Regions from separate parts of the Mus musculus genome. Here region 2 is linked to region 1. The links are chromatin contacts, called in public ChIA-PET maps. All regions are on one chromosome and are shown on one strand. Each heading gives the region's core, a stretch centred on a gene start, on an enhancer-like site or on the middle of the called end of the contact. The rest is flanking DNA. Distances are from core to core; before and after follow the strand shown.

The links. ChIA-PET counts read pairs in DNA pulled down with a chosen protein or histone mark.
Region 2: an RNA polymerase II ChIA-PET map of effector CD8 T cells shows a contact between it and region 1, with 6 read pairs. The contact joins two enhancer-like sites. A contact is called at or near these places in 4 of 39 promoter capture datasets (the 3T3-L1 cell line, hippocampal neurons, pre-B cells and 1 more), 1 of 115 datasets of contacts at active chromatin or transcription factors (effector CD8 T cells) and 1 of 9 other capture datasets (pancreatic islet).

The regions. Positions count from the first base shown.
Region 1 is chr19:41,766,567-41,771,819 of GRCm38.p6, reverse strand. Arhgap19 (Rho GTPase activating protein 19) reads left to right here. Exons shown (of 12, transcript NM_027667.3): 12 at 1,624-5,232. The coding sequence ends at 1,634. Among named protein-coding and RNA genes, the nearest start is that of Gm19424, 22 kb to the right of the region's middle. Within about 2 kb of position 2,904, at least 22 of the 459 cell types and tissues checked have an H3K27ac peak or open chromatin away from gene starts, as enhancers often do. A contact at or near this core is called in effector CD8 T cells, where this site is marked.
Region 2 is chr19:41,914,179-41,919,334 of GRCm38.p6, reverse strand. It overlaps Pgam1 (phosphoglycerate mutase 1), which reads right to left. Exons shown (of 4, transcript NM_023418.2): 2 at 3,456-3,730; 3 at 2,512-2,692; 4 at 670-1,729. The coding sequence ends at 1,560. Among named protein-coding and RNA genes, the nearest start is that of Pgam1, 4.9 kb to the right of the region's middle. Within about 2 kb of position 2,269, at least 36 of the 459 cell types and tissues checked have an H3K27ac peak or open chromatin away from gene starts, as enhancers often do. A contact at or near this core is called in effector CD8 T cells, where this site is marked.

The DNA of each region.
Region 1 (5,253 bases), core at 1,655-4,154:
TGTTTTCTTCCTTCCTTCCTTCCTTCCATCCTTCCTTCCTTCCTTCCTTCCTTCGTTCCTTTTTTGAAACATTAATTTTCTCAGGTTTTCAGGTTGGCATTAAGCTTATGATCTTCTTACTTCTGCCTCCCGAGTAGCTGGGATTTTAGATATTATGAAGGAGTGCCACATCTGGCTTGTTCAGGGCTCTTTGAGTCTAAGCTTCTACTCTTCTTTCTTGTATTCACCCTCTCAGCACCTGCTCTGCTTCCACAGCTCACTCCCAAATGACATCCTCAGCTCTGAACTCTCCAGCCTCCAGATGTGTCCTTTCTTACAGGACAGTTGATGGAATCCCTGCTGTTCTCAACACTAGAAATTAGTGCAGTGTCCCTGTCACCATCAACAGCCATGATGCAGTCTTCTGCTTAGCACAGGGCTTCTTGGAGTTCTCTGTGTGGAGCTGTCCTGTGCATTCATTGTATGGTGTCTAGCAGCTGTGACCCAGCAGATGCCACTAGCATCCTTCCCTCAGTTGTAACAACTGAGAGTTCCTCCAGATGTACCAGCATCCCTTGAGGATTCAGGGGCAAACTCACCCCAGATGGGAACACATTGATGGAGCACCCCTTCATCAAGGGGCATTATTTTCAGCAATCAAATCTTCCTAATTCTTTTTTCTTTCTTTTTTGTTTTTTTTTTTGTTTGTTTGTTTGTTTTTTTGTTTTTTGTTTTTTGAGACAGGGTTTCTCTGTGTAGCTCTGGCTGTCCTGGAACTCACTCTGTAGACCAGGTTGGCCTCGAACTCAGAAATCCACCTGCCTCTGCCTCCTGAGTGCTGGGATTAAAGGCGTGCACCACCACGCCCAGCTTTCCTAATTCTTTAAAGTCTAGGTGAACCTCTCCTCTCTGAAGCCTTGTCTGGCTAACCCAGCCAGCCAGAATAAGTTTCTGTTGAACTCGTGTCAACAGAAACAATCTAGGGGACAATCACATCAGTGGTGCAGTGCTTGCCTACCACATGCAGTGCCCTGGGTTCAGTTCCTAGTGCCGCCAACACACAGCTTTGCACACCCACCCATCCGCCAACACACACCCTTGCACATCACCCACCTACAACCCTTTTGCTTTCTCTTGTCTCAGTAGTGTCAGCAGCTTGCTGTTTTTGGTTTTAGTAAAGGGTAGTGCTGCTAATAGCAGGACCTCCGTACTCATTAGACGTGGGTCAGTTCTCTATTGTAGTGTGTGTGTGTGTGTGTGTGTGTGTGTGTGTGTGTGTGCAGTAGCTGATGGGGCAGGTGAGTTTCTGTGGGCTGCAGATTCCACATCTGTGAAACGACAGCGTACTACCCCTGCGGTGGGAAGCTGTGAGGACAAATGAGAAAATGGACACAAGGGCCTGGGGCAATAGCCATCACCACACACGCCCTACTAAGTGGTGACTGTTACAGTCAGTAAGAAGACATAACAAACTGGGTTAGACAAGCGGCGCAGACAATGTTTACTTGGTAGAGTCACACTCTCAAATTATTTCATCGTAAATTTGGAGAGAACACTAAGTGTAGATTTTGTGGCTTTTGGTGGGTATTAAAAAAAAGAAAGTTTTAAAGCATGTCTAATTGTCTTGTTTCTCTTTTAACCTAGGATTCTTTTGAAGGCTCTCTTTATTACTTCTGTCCTCTACAGTGAAGTTTCTCTTCAGTGGGACAAGTGTTATTTCTCTTCTCAGTGAAGCTTGGACCTGCAGCTGCTTGCTGCATTTTGACTTGTGAAAGCCAACTCATACCCTGACCCGACTGATACCTCTAACCCCCTCACTGGATGTCTCTGAAGCTGTGCGTCTGTGGAAGTGCTGTGCTCCGTGTTTGTTTTTAATGTCAGAAGCCACTAGTGCCTGCCCCAGCTTACACAGTGCAGCAGGTAGGCAGGGCCAGCCACACCTACTCAGTGTGCTTAGGTCGGTTGGTTTCTTCAAACAGGATATTTTGTGTTAATTGTTAGTAATATTTTTAAAAGTACTGTAGGTCTTAGTGGAGTATTATTATTTCCAACTGGTATTTGAGGCTTTCCTCTGTGTCAGTAACTGCTTGTTTTAGAAGCCATTATTTTGATAATTAAGCGAATTACAAGTTAAATGCTTTTGACCCCTTTTTATTTTAAGCTTGAGTAATCTCTTTATCTTTGTGTTCAAAGAACTTACAGCTTTCCTAGACAATCTATTATTTCTTGTGTCTAATATAGAGGACTTGACCTGGCAATGAGAAAGAGGTCAGTACAGTGTATTTAACACATCTCAGTTATTAAGCTGCACCCCATACCCCTGTCTTCCCCTTATGATGTGAGATGGCTGTGTGGTTGTTACCTTGGTGATGTGAGATGGCTGTGTGGTTGTTACCTTGGTGATGTGAGATGGCTGTGTGGTTGTTACCTTGGTGATGTGAGATGGCTGTGTGTTTGTTACCTTGGTGATGTGAGATGGCTGTGTGGTTGTTACCTTGGTGATGTGAGATGGCTGTGTGGTTGTTACCTTTGTGATGTGAGATGGCTGTGTGGTTGTTACCTTGCTTCTTTCATTATCATCCTCTCACCTAGAACATGGCTGGTGCCACTGATACACTCTGTGCCTGGTTACTGTCACTTTGGAAATGTCATGATCTGCTACTTAGAGGAGCTTGCTGCAGTGTGCATGTGGTGAAAACAGAAGCAGGCCGAGGGGCTGGTTGGCTTGGGTAGGATGCTGTCACTCATTCCTAGGGATCAAATGTGCTGCTCACCTGTCTCCTGAGAGCAGGTTGGCATCAGGAAAGGCACGAGTGGCAGTCTCTGCAGGGTCCCCAGAGGGAGCAGTTGTTATGTGTCCCCGTAGTCTAGAACAGTTGCTTCCTGCCCATCTCCTTGTCTGGATGGGTACAGGAAGTGGTGGAGCGTGGAGAGCCACTGTCTCCTGAGCCGCAGGTGGCAGTTGCGGATGCTGAGGTATGGGCCTGGCTCTGTGGAACTAACTGTGAAACCATGCTCACCCTACTGTGGGGAACCAGATACCCAGCAAAATACGGTTCCACACTGATGATAGACAGTTGAACTTGTGTTATTGTTGAGATGAAGGCTGATGTTGTCTATCTGTCGGCCCTCTCTTCCATCCTACACTGTTTCATTGCTGTAACAGCAGTGCTGAAGGAAATGTGATGTTTTCCCTTCTAGCTGGATAGTTTGGGAGCATGGAGGTGTGTGATCTATAGTGGATTTTAAGTTCCATTCTCTAAAGCAGTTTTAGGTCATCCTTAAGGATCTTTATTAGCAAATTCATTTGTCTAGGTTTCTGACTCTTTCTGGTGATGTTGTTACTAAGAAAAAGGTTCTTTTCTTTTTGAAATATATTTCTTATGCCAGGTATATAGTGAGGTCAAACAGAAACCTCCTTTGTGTTAGCAAATCAGAGATGTTCTCCTCAGCATGGAGCCTGCTTTCAGTGTACCCCACCATGCTGGAATGTAGCACTATGCAGGGATGCAAGCCAAGCAGTGCCTTGATGCAGCCAGGAGTTACACACTCTGTGAGCAAGAAAGAGAGAGCGCGGGACTGAGGAGCCTAGTGTGGGTAGAGGGAAGCGATGCCCAGGGATGGTCTGGGTGAGAGAGAGGTGCCCCATGCGCTTGCTCTCTGTGGCTGGCCTCTTGGGCAGTGAGTTACCACGTGCATTTGGGAATGTGGATTTCATTTATTTATTGGATAGTCATTACTTGCTGTAAGGGTATTTTAGGTCATTTTTTCTTGTAGAAGCTGTGATCCAGTGCAGAATAGACTTGAGGAAAAGCATAACCTTTTGAGTCTTGTAACATGTGGCTTTGTAACCTGTGGTATCTTCTTGGAAACGCAGACAGAAGCTCCATCGTCGTCACAGAAGGTTGCTGCCGTCCTTCTGACAAGGCGTACAGTTGCTGTTTTGAGCCAGTATTTAACTAATGTTTTTAACTAATGTTTGTTTGAGACAGGGTTTCTCTGTGGTCCTGGCTGTCCTGGAACTCACTCTGTAGACCAGGCTGGCCTCGAACTCAGAGTTTTCCTGCCTCTGCCTCCCCAGGGCTGGGATTAAAGGCGTGAGTGTAGTCACTGCCTAGCTGACCTGTGTCTTAAGGGTTTTTATTATATTTATTTTCCATGTTGGCGTAGTCTTTGTGACAGAACCTTTCTTTTCTTTCTGGGTTAATCGTCATAGGCTTTGATGTTGTGTCAAAGTGTCATCTGGTGGTTATTGTTGCCAACTATGAAGAGACAGATCCTATCTGATCTGTATCTGCACTAGGTAAATGAATAGAGGCTGTGGGCCCTTTCTCTGACGTTCCACAGAAGTGGATTTTCTCACTGAGACCAGTGATCAGGTTTGAACCCGCCCCCGCCCTGTCCCCCCATTCCCCATGTCACATGCACTGTGTAGGGCACAGGTGGGAGACAGTATTGGTTAGAACCAAGTGCTGGAACATTCTAGAAGCACAGCTGATGGGGCCTGAGGGAACCCACAGTGGTCCCTCCACACAGCATGTGCTATACTCTGAAGGTCCTCCCAGAGTCAGTCAGGAGTGATGAGGAAACACCCTGGGGGATGAGGCAGCACAGGATGCTGACTGGCAGGTTGTGTGCTGAGGTCTCTTTTCTGTGACATCCTTTCCTCTGGAGACAGCATCATCCCTGCTCTCCTACACTCTAAAGTCTTCAGACTGAAGTGAGGGTCCAGATCTAAACCAGCAGGACTGTCCCAGAGTTTGCAGAGAATCTGGCTTCCTAAGATGAAGGTTTTGAGTGACCTTAGTCCTGGTAGCCTGATGTCAGACTCCCTGTCAAAAAGCTGGCTTTACTAGGCAGCCAGTGCTGAAAGCTGTGTGGAGGTAGGGCAGTGAGGAGATGGAGGATAAATAATAACCTGAGTGCTTTGTCACCATGGAAACTGGAGTTCCTGAGGCCACAGCCCATGCTGAAGAGCTTTTGAGCATGCCCCTGACATGCTTGGTCCAGAGGCTATAGAGAAGGAGTGCTCTCACCCAAGGCCTTTCAGCAAGGCGTGCCTGTGCACGCTCTGTGTGCTCGCTCGCTCATTTGCTTGCTCACTCGACCCCCAAAAGGTTTCTTAGGAGAAGGTTGTACCTATTTGTTATTTTTTATTATTTTGCATATATATATGTAATTGTAAAGAAACAATCATATATATTGTCTTTTATATTCATGTAATATTCTGAATTAAATTTTTTCTGTTTCATATCTGTGGGTTCTGACTGGTCT
Region 2 (5,156 bases), core at 1,020-3,519, 150 kb before region 1:
AACATGAGCTCATGGAGCCATTATTCCAAAATCACTTGCCTTTTAACTATGCTGTGTCTATGTGCTCGTACCATGGGTGTAGAGGTCATGGCACAACTTTGTGGAATCAGCCCCTGCCATTCTTCCACCTTTACGTGAGTACAAGTATTGAACTCCAGGTCACTAGGTTTAAATGGCAAGTGCTTTACCTGTTTACAGAGCCATCATCTTGCCAGGCCTCCTGATGCTTAACTTACTCTTTGGTTTACCCGTTTGTATGTATGTATGTATTGTATGTGCACCATGTGGGTGTGTGCTAGAAATCAAACCCACATGGTTTGATTTTGTTATATACAAAAGCAACAAGTACTCTTAACCACTGAGCCACCCCTCCAATCCTTCATTCTTAAACTCTACAGGAGATTCTGGGAAGCCATGTTGGACATCCAACAGTTATTGGTTTCCTTTCCCAACTTGGTTACGTCAGTGTATTTAATGGCTGGTGAGGTGTACTTTCATGTGTATGGGTGTTTCCCCGTGAGTATGTTTGTGCACCGTGTCCAAGGCCAGAAGAGGATGTTGGATCCCTCAAAGTAGCCAGCCACCTCTGGCACCTTTAAAACAAGAACTTAATGTGCATCTCAAACTGAATGCTGTGGTTTTCTCAGACCACAGACACAAGACAAACAGTAAAGTATTGCACATCACTCCTTTATTATACTGATCTGGAAAGAGACTTAGTTGTTACGCCCAAACGAGCTCTGAACCCACACGGTAGGGTCAAGCAGCTGGAACATGATTCAGACAGTGAAAGACAAAAACTCGGACATGATCCAGGGGTACTTCACCTCTACAAAACAAGGCCAAGGGATCCAAACACAGCAAGAGGTACAAGGAGTTTATCCCACTGATATGAGGAATGGCTTATTTTCTGGTGACCACACAGGACTGTTTCAAATGTCACTAGCAACCTCAGAGTTGCTTTTGTGTGCTGATAATATGTATATATACTTTTTTTTGTAAAAGTAAGTGTAACATAGACTTGACAAGATTGATCCCAACCTTCTAGGGCCAGCAGCTCCTTTAGGGTCAGAGAGAAATTAGGGTTAAAAATCACCATGAGGTTACTTCCACTCTCCACTGGAATGACTATGCCCCCAGTTACCTAACTGCAGGAAGAGTGCAGGACAGGTTCCAGGGACAAAACTGGACTGCAGCTTTTCATTGGTCACACCACAGCACAGTTCCTCCCTGAATTCTTCCTAAGCAGACCCTTAGTAAACAAAGACCTAAGAAAAACTATAGTTACTATCTCTCAACTCTCCTGGTACAGGGAGCTGTCCCTCGATGTGGTCCGAGAACCTGCACCCCCAGAGGCGTTATTCTGACTAGATTCTATGAAGGGAGTGGGTGCAGGGGATAAAATACTACAATGAAAACGGGAGCCACAGGCCCCCATCTGCAGCTACAACTTAAACTTAAAATCCTAAAGACATAGTCAGTGTGGCAGGTGCTGGGGAGGGTGCAGGAGGCAGGAACAGGCAGGGAGGGTGTCGGGGTAGGAGTCTGCCTCTTCGCCTTCACTTCTTCACCTTGCCCTGAGCAGCCACAGCTTCCATGGCTTTGCGCACGGTCTCCTCGTCTCCCAGGAACTGCATGGGCTTGATGGGCTTCAAGTTCTTGTCCAGTTCATAGACGATAGGGATGCCCGTGGGCAGGTTCAGCTCCATGATGGCCTCTTCTGAGAGACCTAAAAGAGCCACCATTTTCAGCCACAAGAAAGAGTCCACATCCCCTATAGATTTACTCTTTATCTACTAATAGCAAAGCACTTAAGTAGGAACAAACAAAACATCCTTTCTGTGGATCTAGTGGATCTTAGTGGATCTAGTGCCCCATGGACCAGCCCCCAATTACAACTTTCAAGCCTCTTAACATTAGAAAGAGTGACTAAAGTATACAAGATTCTAAGATGAGCCACCAACAAACTGCAGAAAGTTACACTACAGAAATCCCTACAAAAGTACATGTGGAAAAGCAGAAAGGACTATGTTCTCCTGGAACATCCTATAGCCTAGCCACCTGCACCTCTAGGTCCTCAAGGCCTCTAGGACCTGCATCATTATGATCACAGTTTCAGCCGGCACTCCTAAAGCAAGTAAGCATGTACGTTAATGCATAGAGTCACTTAGCATGTGACAGTTCTGAACTGAACATCCTATATATAGCAGAGTGTCAAAGGCCCACTGTCACTATTTTGTAACGCACTTCCTGTTGCCTTAGAATCAAGGTCTCACTATATAACCCTGGCTGGCCTGGAACTCTAAGTGATTCTCTTGCTTCAGCCTCCCTGGTGTAAGCCACCACATCCTGCTGGCAGACCGTAGATTGAGAAAGGAAGAAACAAGTTTGTCTTTAAGTCCATCTGCACTATCATACTTTCCCCAGAGGTTTCCTTGCTACAAAACTCAGTCTGATGCTAACAGCTGTGTTTAATCATCCTTACGGACTCCTGGAAGAAGATACACTTACCCTCCAGATGCTTAACGATGCCCCGAAGGCTGTTGCCGTGGGCGGCAATCAAGACCCTTTTCCCCTCTTTGATCTGGGGGACAATTTCTTCATTCCAGAAGGGCAGTGCTCTGGCAATAGTGTCCTTCAGGCTCTCACAGGAGGGGAGCTGGTCTTCAGTAAGGTCTGCGTACCTGCGATCCTAAACAACAACAAAGGCTTATTTCAAGGTCGCCAGTTATTCCAAGTTGCACTTCATGTCTATCAATTCTACCTAGCTCTGATCTTAAGGGATTACGTGACTAATGAACATCTCCCTCAAGGGTCCAGAATGCAGCTCAGAACTTGAACAAGATGATCAGTAGTCACTGCTCTGCATCCTCATTTCCCAATCCAAAACACATAATTTAGAATCCAGGGAAGAGGTTTAACAAAACAAACAAGGTTTCCCAATTCACTTTAGTTTGCTGCTAGCTTGGGAAGGCTGGAAATGGCTTTATAAATGGCAGTGGAGATGTGGAAAGAAGGTACCCTCTCAGATACAATACTAACTTCTAACTAAATCCTATAACAAGTGAAGGTCATTACTTAGCAATGGGAGTTATATTACTTATTACTATTGTAATTTTATAAGGTTAATGACAAGATGTAGACACAAAAGAGGCCTAGGGCTGGAGAGATGCTCAGCTGTTAAAAGAGAACACTTGCTGTTCTTCCACAGGACCCAGGTTTGGCTCTCAGCACTCAGAGGTTCACAACCACCTCTAGCTCCACAGGATCTGATCTCTTCTGACCTCCAAAGGCACTAGGCAAGCATGTGTGCACATATATACAGGCAATATATACAGGCAATATATACAGGCAAAACACCCATACACATAGACTTGGAAAATAAGAACTTGGAGTGAGGCCCACATGCTAACTCAATGCTGATGAATTGACCGCACCTGCATCGGTAACCATACCTTGCTGATGTTGCTGTAGAAGGGGTGATCAGGCTCCATGGGAGGCGGTGGGACATCATAAGATCGTCTCCAGATCTTTACCTGGGCCTCACCATGCTTAGCAGCAGTTTCTGCTTTGTTGAGACCTGTCAGACCGCCATAGTGTCGCTCATTGAGGCGCCAAGTCCTGACCACTGGCAACCACATCTGGTCAATGGCATCCAGGACTGTCCAGAGGGTCCGGATTGCTCTCTTCTGCACAGAGGTGAAGCAGATGTCAAATTCATAGCCAGCATCTAGAAATTAAGAAGTGCAAATGAGCCAGGTATTGTGGCACATGCCTGTGATCCTGGTACTAGGGAGACAACAGGGCTTTGTGAGTTCAAGGTCAACCTGACCTCCACCGCAAGTTCCAGGACAACCCAGGCTACAAAGAGTCCTTGTCTCAAAGAAGGAAAAAAGTCCAAGTGAGAAGCTAGCAAGGCTAACATGAGCTCCAAGGATTTTATACAGAAGTCTCTTTGGCAAAGCATTTATTATCCTTGCATCCCTTGAGTGAAATTTTGTCGACTTACATTACAGCAAATAGCACACTTCCTCTTGACTCCAATAATTCCAATAATGCAGTGTTAACCAACTAACCTGAGGCTATACATCTTACTCTAACTCCTGAACACATTTTGATTGAAACCATGTTCAATCCCCAGAACCCACACAGTGGAAGGAGTGATGACCACAAGTTGTCCTTCCCCCATACATGCACCCCAAGGCATGCACATGTGTACAGACCTGTGCTTACTCAATAGAAAAATGGGTTTAATTTTGTTTTAGTGAAAAAGGATCATAAATAAAGGGCTGAAGGGGTGGCTCAGTGGTTAAGAGCACTGACTGCTCTTCCAAGAGTCCTGAGTTCAAATCCCAGCAACCACATGGTGGCTCACAACCATCTAGAATGAGATCTGACGCCCTCTTCTGGTGTGTCTAAAGAGAGTGACATTGTGCTCACATACATAAAATAAATCTTAAGCCTTCTACACCAGGAAGGAGCAAAAGGGGAAAAAAAAAAAGAAAAAGAAAAAGGATCATAAAATTATGAACTCTGGGGCTGGAGAGATGGCTTGGCAGTTAAGAGCACTGACTGCTCTGCCAGAGGTCCTGTGTTCAATTCCCAGCAACCACATGGTGGTTCAGAGTCATCTGTAATGGGATCTGATGCCCTCTTCTGGTATGTCTGAAGACAGCTACAGTGTACTCCTATACATAAATAAATCTTTAAAACATGTGAACTCTTTAAGTCATAGCTAACCTTTCTAAAGGGCTCATGCTCCCATACCACACTGTGATTTCGTCTTCACTAGAATCCTATGATGTTACTATCTTCTCAACCCATTTTTAGCAGACAAGCAAATAAAGACAAGCACTGGGCTCGGCAGCATGTTTTTAATCCCAGCTCAGTAGAGGGAGCCTGGGGGAATCTTGAGTTCAAGCCTAGCTAGTTGGACTTGTCTTTATATTTTTGAATTAAGGAGCTGTCCCTTTTCTTATCCCAGGACACACCCCTGTGTTCACCAGCACACAAGGCCCTCTTCAAGTTTAACCACAAACTTTTCTGGGCATTGCTTCATATTGAGACTAGCAACAGTTATTAAAAAAAAGAAGTAAAATTTCCTGCCAGTCAGTCAACTGACAATGAGGCCACTGAGACCAGCTAGTGGGGACAGG